Linked DNA regions of Sus scrofa: all the other regions are linked to region 1. The links are chromatin contacts, called in public HiChIP or PLAC-seq maps. All regions are on one chromosome and are shown on one strand. The core of a region is the stretch at or near the end of the contact, and the rest is flanking DNA. Distances in the headings are between cores, read along the strand shown.

Evidence for each region. HiChIP or PLAC-seq counts read pairs in DNA pulled down with a chosen protein or histone mark.
Region 2: an H3K27ac HiChIP or PLAC-seq map of alveolar macrophages shows a contact between it and region 1. The contact joins two enhancer-like sites. A contact is called at or near these places in 1 of 47 Hi-C or Micro-C datasets (blood) and 2 of 2 datasets of contacts at active chromatin or transcription factors (alveolar macrophages and skeletal muscle).
Region 3: a contact with region 1 is called in an H3K27ac HiChIP or PLAC-seq map of alveolar macrophages, with 2.6 times the contacts expected there. The contact joins two enhancer-like sites. A contact is called at or near these places in 1 of 5 promoter capture datasets (fetal liver) and 1 of 2 datasets of contacts at active chromatin or transcription factors (alveolar macrophages).

Annotation. Positions count from the first base shown.
Region 1 is chr1:107,163,283-107,165,982 of Sscrofa11.1, forward strand. All of the region lies in intron 2 of ANKDD1A (ankyrin repeat and death domain-containing protein 1A), which reads right to left. Among named protein-coding and RNA genes, the nearest start is that of ANKDD1A, 21 kb to the right of the region's middle. Within about 2 kb of position 1,274, at least 36 of the 83 cell types and tissues checked have an H3K27ac peak or open chromatin away from gene starts, as enhancers often do. A contact at or near this core is called in alveolar macrophages, where this site is marked.
Region 2 is chr1:107,343,671-107,346,370 of Sscrofa11.1, forward strand. ZNF609 (zinc finger protein 609) reads right to left here. Exons shown (of 9, transcript XR_002344510.1): 8 at 1,545-2,483; 9 at 1-1,238. Among named protein-coding and RNA genes, the nearest start is that of OAZ2, 20 kb to the left of the region's middle. Within about 2 kb of position 1,326, at least 8 of the 83 cell types and tissues checked have an H3K27ac peak or open chromatin away from gene starts, as enhancers often do. A contact at or near this core is called in alveolar macrophages, where this site is marked.
Region 3 is chr1:106,920,782-106,923,481 of Sscrofa11.1, forward strand. NARS (asparagine--tRNA ligase, cytoplasmic) reads right to left here. Exons shown (of 16, transcript XM_003121455.6): 7 at 2,588-2,666; 8 at 1,028-1,098. Among named protein-coding and RNA genes, the nearest start is that of NARS, 11 kb to the right of the region's middle. Within about 2 kb of position 1,275, at least 2 of the 83 cell types and tissues checked have an H3K27ac peak or open chromatin away from gene starts, as enhancers often do. A contact at or near this core is called in alveolar macrophages, where this site is marked.

The DNA.
Region 1 (2,700 bases), core at 24-2,523:
TTCTGATGGCAGCAAAGCAGCCCTGCAAGGCCCAGGCCTGCCGCTGCCTGAGCTCAGGCTCTAGGACAGGAAACCTACCTGGTTTCCTCTGGGCCTGACAGCACCCCCTGCCCTTCCTCCCGCTGGGCTCCCCTCCCCTCTGTGTGCATGACCACACTTCCGGGAGGATGCAGAGGGCCTGCACGGCGCTGCAGGAACCCCAAAGAGCCCAAAGCCTCTAACCTGGCATGGAAGGCCCTCCCCTAATGCCCCCACCGCCCCTGCCTCTCCCCAGCCACCTAGAGTTACCTGAGACCCCCCCCCCAAAACAAGTCCCGCACTGTCACACCTCCATGCCTTTGTCCATGCGGTATCCCTCTGCATCACATGCCCTCCCTTCTCCCTGCCCCCCAAGAGAGCTAAATCCTGCTCATTGTTTAGAGTCCGGCTCAAATCTCACCTTCTCTGGGAAGCCTTTCCCCGTCTTTCCAGTAAAGAAAATAACCACCCTTCCTGTTGGCTCCCTCAGCCCAGGACTCACAGGCAGCAGTGCTGAGGCGCTGAGTCAATCACATGCCCACGGAGCCTCCGCGCGCCTATCTATCAAATGGAGGCAAGTCCCCGAGGGGGAAGGTGTTGGAAGAATTCAAGGAGAAGGGCGACATACAGCCCCTAACCACACTGTGGACACACAATCGGCGCCCAATAAACCCTACATGAAACTTCAAGCCCAGCTGGGCAGCCCTGCAGAGGGTGGGAAGGATGTGTCAGGCATGTTTCCATCCTCTATTCCAGCTCTTTCCAATGGGTCCTCAGGTTCCCGCCCAGGGACGCTGATGGCCCACAGGTCATTGGAAGATCAGCAATGATTGACGGGCCCTGAACCCAGTGACTGACCTAGTTCTTCCTGGAGCGGTTGTCCACCCTGCTGCCTGCTTTGGCACATCCGCCTGGGAATGGCGGAAGGCAGGAGCCATGTGGGGGGATAGGACTGATTTTCACGGCAGCCTTGTCAGCTGTGTCGCCTGACTGCCCCACTGATGAGTCAGGTCTACTCCCCACCCTTCCCCTTCAGGAAGTGGCCCTGTCATAATCACAGTTGTGCTACATAAAAATAGCTTCAGTTCACAAATGCATGAGCACCCAGCCTTTCCACCAAGGGAAGAGGAAGGCCATTTCCCCACACGCATTCCCCACGGCCCCTCTTCAAAAGCGGGTCCTCTGAGGTGGGGTCTTGACACTTCTCAGTGGAAGGCTTCAGCAGCAGCTTCCTCATCAGCCCTGGTGCAGAAGGCTTTTTGTGGCTTTGCAATCAGCTTCTCACATTTTCTTATTTGTCCCTCACCCCAGAGATGTGGGGCAGAGCAGCTGCAGTTGTACCCATTTTGCAGGTGTGGAAACCCAGACGGAGGGAGGGGAGGTGACTTGCCCATCTCACACAGTGAGCTGATGGTAGAGCTGAGTTGTGGGCACCTGACTCCTGCCACAGGGTTCTTTCTGCCCTGGCACGTGCCTCCTGCTTGGATAATGCCATGGCCACAGCCAGGGCAAAGAGGAAAAGAGGAGGAGTGAAAGGCTGGTCAGAGCACAGCTTTGAGGAGCAAGACATTCATTTAGCAAACATTTCTCAAGCTCTTGCTACATGCTAGGCACCATGCTAGGCATTAGAGATGTGGTGGAGAGCAAGAAAGAGGCCCAATTCCTGCCCCCCTGGAGCTTATAGTTTAATGGAGTGATAGCTAACATTTACTGAACATGTTCTCTTTTTGGGGGGTGGGTGCGCCACCCATGGCAGTTCCTGGGCCAGGGATCGAACCCGTGCCACAGTAGGGACCTCAGCCACTGCAATGACAACTGTGGGATCCTTAACCCATTGCATCACACAGGAACTCCTGAACCTATTCTTTGTACTAGATGCTTTGCTAAACACTTATAGTGGAATAAATCATTTAATTCTCACCAATACCCCCATAAGGTAGCATATTAGATGTCTGCCATTCATGTTGGCCACCCAGCAGCTGAAACCCTTTCTATGTGTGCAGTATTTTTCACTCATGAGGAAGAGCCCAGTTGCCATTCCTGAGGCTAAGTATACCAGGTATTCCCTTTCCCAGCCTCCCTTACAGCTAAGGCAGGGCATGTGACCAGACTTGGCCAGTCAGCAGGACCACACCAGACCTGGTGTTGAAGCAGTAACTGTACAGATGCATCACTGGAAGTGAGGGCAGTAAAAACAGGAACCCCACCTGACTTTCCAGAGGCACCAGCAGCCATTTGTAGGGGCAGGTCCCTCATCCACCGTGGGTGGAGCCAGTGTCTCTGCCCTGTGGTTGTCCCTTCAGCTCTCCTTAGCTTGTAGAGAAAGGAAAAAATCCTGCCCTTCCTTCAGGGGGTGGTGATTGTGTCCCTCCTGCTTCCCTCACCCTGGAGAGGGTCGATGAGGTGGGCAAAAACTGGAAACAATAGGGAGTCTGGGTGGAGATGGCCTGAAGCTTTCCAGGCCAGTGTAACCTGGTAGTCTCAGAACCTCTGCCTGGTGACAGCATGATCCTCCCTTTCCCTTTCTGTTCTCAGGCTCTCTTCTCCCACCCACCCTACTCTCCATCCCACTATCTCAGGTCTGGTTCAATGCCCACGACCTCTGCCAGACACTTCCTTTCTCAGCTTCTCCTCCTTGTAGCCACTCACTACCATCCTTCATCCTAGAGTCAAAGCGAGCCT
Region 2 (2,700 bases), core at 76-2,575, 180 kb after region 1:
TAAGGAACACATCACCTCCCACGGTCAGTGGCCCCTAAAACAAAAATGTGTGTAACAAAGAAACACAGCTTCTCTTGGCACACACAGGGGTATAGACTGAGCTATATGAAGTCATGTAGTTGTGTACAGGAAACTGGGCAGTACAGCTTTGTGGCGCTATGTGGGGAGGACACGCAGATGACTGCTTGGGCAGGACATCTCTAAGGAGGGCTGGGTGCTCCCAGGGCCTGCCTCCTGGCTTGCTCTCAGGTGACCGGGAGGCAGATCCAAAGCCCCCCACCCCCCGTGTGTGGGGGGGACTATTTTACCTGCCTGAGTCTTAAAGAGCCAAGCAGCGGAAAAGAAGAGGAGACATCAGCGTGGAGATCCCGTAGGAAAGGCACCAAGGGATCAGGAGAGAAAGAAGAAGAGGGCAAGGAATGGGGCTAAGCAGCAGCAGGACTTTGTGGGGATGCAGCTTCTAGTTCACAGACTCCCTTCGTGCTCCAGCTCCAGCTCTCGCCTGATACCCCTGGGGAGCCCTGTGCTGGTGTTGGGGCCCCAGCCCTCTGCCTAACAGCCCGAGGCCACGGTGGGCCAGATGCCTTAGTCTCCCTTTTCAGGCTGGGCTCTGAGCGTTTACATGTGCTCACATGAGTGGGGAGAAGTTTTCATGTTTGAAGACCTCTTTTTCACAACTGCAGAGAAAACATCCCCCAGTTTCTTTCCTGAGATTCTAATTCCTCCACGTGCTACCAGTTCCCAGGGCCCAAACTGCTGGGGAGATGCAGGGTCTGGCGATGGTGGTAATGATGGTGAGGGGTATGGCTGCTGTGCTGTCTTCAGACCTTACCCAGTGCTTGGGATCCCTCCCTGGGCAGGGGCGGGGGGCGGATGCGGGGTTACTGCTCTGGCAGCTGACCAGGGACTGGGGGAACAGAGTAGTGACTTCTCTGGGCTGAGGCCATGTTCCCCTAGTTGCTCCCAGTGCCTTCATCTCCACAGAGGCCACAGCAGTCATGACCGTGGCCAAGAGAATAAATATTTTTGCTAAGTACCAGCTCTCCAGCTCCTGAGGGAGGGTCAGGGAGTCCAGGGGTCTCGTGGAGGCGAGATAGCCAAGGGTCTGCCTTCAGTCATGGTGGGAACGGCAAACAGATGATCAACACCATTTAACTGATGTCTATATGGCACCTCCAGCACCTCCTTGGGTGAGCCAGTCCGGGCCCGTGAAGCTGACTATCCGGGCACTTGGTGTTCTGCAAGGGAAACATGGACAGATAACTAGGCACTCAGCCTGTAGTAAAACAACCACAAGGTGGAGCTCCAAGAAAATGAACTGTGGGGCAGGGCCAGTCCTGGTCTCCGGAGGAGACAGAAGCCTTCCACAGCTCCTCTCAGGGGCACTGCGCCTCAGGGGAGACCTGCACAAGAAGCTTGGCCAGGGTTCCACCATTTTCAGACCACTGAGCTCACAGAGCTATCCCTCACTGAGGGGTTCTGTGATCCAGGTAGCAACTTAACTCTGCTCTCTACATGTTGCCCCAAATTAAAAAGTTACTTACCATTCTCACCTCCGGGGGGGTGGGTAGAGTGAAGGGGTTGAGCCTTGCTGGCTGGCAACAATGGCTGTAGAGGAAAGCCCTGAGTGAGAAGGAGGATGTGTTAGTGGAGTGCTCCCAGAACCCTCCCCTTAAGCGTCCTCCCTTCTTGCCAGCTGGGTGGGTACTGGGTGTGTGTGGGGGGTAGTTTCTCCTTAAATTCCTAGCCCCACTGAGTTCTGGGGTGCTGACAGAAGAAAATCTGATACTTCGTCAGATATAGTGGCTGGGAATAGATAACGAGGCTCTATTTTTCAGTTGCTTGTTACGTTTTGGCTGTGAGAACACTTGCTCCTTATTCTGAATATCAAAGCCAATTTTCTGGAGGCATTGAGAATCCCCAAGCTCCAAAGGAGGAAATAAATGTCATGATTATTTTATTGATTGTCTGCAGGAGGCTAGGATTCTGGACAGATTAGAAGCTCAAAGGAAAAACAGGGGGGAAGATTCTTACCAGGGGCCCCCTGCTGTGAGCAATACTACTGGGATGCAGGAGAAAAGATAGGAGGTGAGGAGTTCTCTTGGGGCTCAGCAAGTTAATAAGTATCTGGCATTGTCAATGCAGTGGCTTAGCTTGCTGCTGTGGTGTGGGTTCAGTCTCTGGCCTGGGAACTTCCACATGCAATAGGTGTGGCCAAAAGAAGGAAAAAAAAAAAAAAAAAGGAAGCTGGGGAAATGAGGCTTACCTGCTGCATAGGGTAAGTTGTACTGTGCTGGGAGCAATGAGTACCCCAGGTGGTGGTGGTGGTGGTGTGTGGACATTAGGCGCTGAGAAGGCGAGGTGCGGGGCCGGTCAACACTCCTTTCACCCCCGCCTGCTCCCCCGACGCTGCTACAGCTGCCACCACCCCCAACCACCCCACAGCCTCCCCGATCTCTCTCCTGAGAATTTTTATCACTTATCTGGAAAGGAAAGCAGACACAATAGCACTGCTGTGAGACACACGCATGAAAGCAAGATGCCCAGAGCCCACATCACGACTCTAAAAATGTAGGACACCTAAGAATCAAGGAGGTGCCTGGGGGAGCTAATGTCAAGTCAACCAAACCGCACTGTGGTCAGGACCTAAATCTGCCCACCTTCTCCCAGACCCTGGATCTGGCCTTATTGGTCTTTGAC
Region 3 (2,700 bases), core at 25-2,524, 240 kb before region 1:
CACCAGAACTCAGCAGTGCCAGCAACCTGATCTGGACTTCCAACCACTAGAACGGTGAGAAAGAAATTTCCGTTGTTCAAGGGAACCCTCCTGCACTGTTGGTGGGAATGTAAACTGGTACAGCCACTATGGAGAACAGTTTGGAGATACCTTAGAAATCTATACATAGAACTTCCATATGACCCCGCAATCCCACTCTTGGGCATCTATCCGGACAAAACTCTACTTAAAAGAGACACGTGCACCTGCATGTTCATTGCAGCACTATTCACAGTAGCCAGGACATGGAAACAACCCAAATGTCCATCGACAGATGATTGGATTCGGAAGAGGTGGTATATATACACAATGGAATACTACTCAGCCATCAAAAAGAATGACATAATGCCATTTGCAGCAACATGGATGGAACTAGAGAATCTCATACTGAGTGAAATAAGCCAGAAAGACAAAGACAAATACCATATGATATCACTTATAAGTGGAATCTAATATCCAGCACAAATGAACATCTCAGAAAAGAAAATCATGGACTTGGAGAAGAGACTTGTGGCTGCCTGATGGGAGGGGGAGGGAGTGGGAGGGATCGGGAGCTTGGGCTTATCAGACACAACTTAGAATAGATTTACAAGGAGATCCTGCTGAATAGCATTGAGAACTTTGTCTAGATACTCATGTTGCAACAGAAGAAAGGGTGGGGGAAAAAATATAATTGTAATGTATACATGTAAGGATAACCTGACCCCCTTGCTGTACAGTGGGAAAATAAAAAATAAATAAATAAATAAAAGAAATTTCCGTTGTTCAGTTTATGGTACTTAGTTACAGCTGCTCAACTAACACGTTACTGAAGCTGAGTGATGAGCATGCGAGGTTTCTTCCTACTGTTCCATTTTTTAGATGTTGGAAATTTTCCACAATAACGTAAAAATAAGTATACAGATCCTAAAATTCCCCAAACCAACAATGAAAGAACCTATTGAAAAAATCTAATTTTCATCTATCATAAATATGAGAAAATGTTTACCAGATCATCTGACAAGACGCACTGAAGATAACCTGTACCATCTCGCAACACAAGAAACATTAAATTCTTTCCTAAAATGAGAAAGAGATACTTAGCTAGACTGTTCACAAGGCACTTGAAAGTACCTTCTCATAATTTAGATAAAGAAACCACCAAGGTTAAATGTTGAAAGTTCAAACCTCCCACATGTCCTTGTTCCTCTAAAGCATCCATGAATAATATCACTACTTGGCTTTTTTTTTTTTTTTTTAATTGCTTTTCAGGGCCACACCCATGGCACATGGAAGTTCCCAGGCCAGGGGTCAAATCAGAGCTGTAGCTGCCGGAAAGCCACAGCAAGATCTGAGCTGCATCTGTGACCTACACCACAGCTTACGGCAACGCTGGATCCTTAACCCACTGATCGAGGCTAGGGATTGAACCTGTGTCCTTATGGATACTAGTTGGGTTCCTTACCACTGAGCCACAATGGGAACTCCACTACTCAGTATTTGTAAAGCATTTTAACTTCATTGTATTTTCAAACCCTGTGTGAGCCTCCTGACCCACATGATCATGGGAGAGCCAGACAGTAAGCACGTGAGCTGAGGGATTCAGTCTTATTCACCACTGATCTCTGCAATGCCTAGTACAGTACATTCAGCAGGAAGTGCATATACACTGCTGCAGAGAATCACTCTTTTGGTTTTTTAAGCCCCATTTCTTTTTACAAAGGATTTGATAACCACTTATAATAAAAGACATGAAATAAAATAATAAAATAATAAAAATAAAATAATAAAAACCCTAACCCTAACCCAAAAATGAATCCTGACTAGGAATCATGAGGCTGTGGGTTCGATCCCTGACCTTGCTCAGTGGGTTAAGGATCCTGCACTGCTGTGGCTGTGGCGTAGGCAGGCAGCTATGGCTGATTTGACCCCTAGCCTGGGAACCTCCATATGCCGCTGGTGCGGCCCTAAAAAGACAAAAAGACAAGTAAATAAATAAATAAATAATTTAAAAAGTTTTAACAGTCATAATAAATAAGAACAAATCTGGGGGTTCCTATGGGGCGCAGTGGGTTAAGGATCTGGTGTTGTCACCGCAGTGGCTAAGGTTGTGGCTGTGGCACAGGTTTGATCCCTGGCCTGGGAACTTCCACATCCTGTGGGTATAGCCAAAAAACCAAAAATCAATTAAAAAAAATTTTTTTTTAAAAAGAACAAATTTAGGATATAAATCACTATTTCCTTTAAACAGCTAGCATTCCCAAACTACTATATATAGACTGGATAAACAGTAAGGTCCTACTGTACAACACAGGGAACAATATTCAATATCCTGTGATAAATCAACATGGGGAAGAATATGAAAAAGAATGTATATACGTATAATTGAATCACTCTGCTATATAGCAGAAATTAACACAACATTGTAAATCAATTATACTTCAACTTAAAAAACAAAGAAAAGCTAGCATTCCCAAACAAAAAACCAACTAAATTTTTTTTTTAAGTTCTTCACATAAGACCAGAGATATTGAAAATTAAAGAGACACAAGACAGCTACTTCAGTTACCTTGCCTACGCAGCCTGTGGACCCAGCCAAATACTTTCACTCTTTGACCTCGATACCCTTCTAATGCACAAATCTTCACCTGTCAAGTTAAAAGACATAACAATTGATCCAGC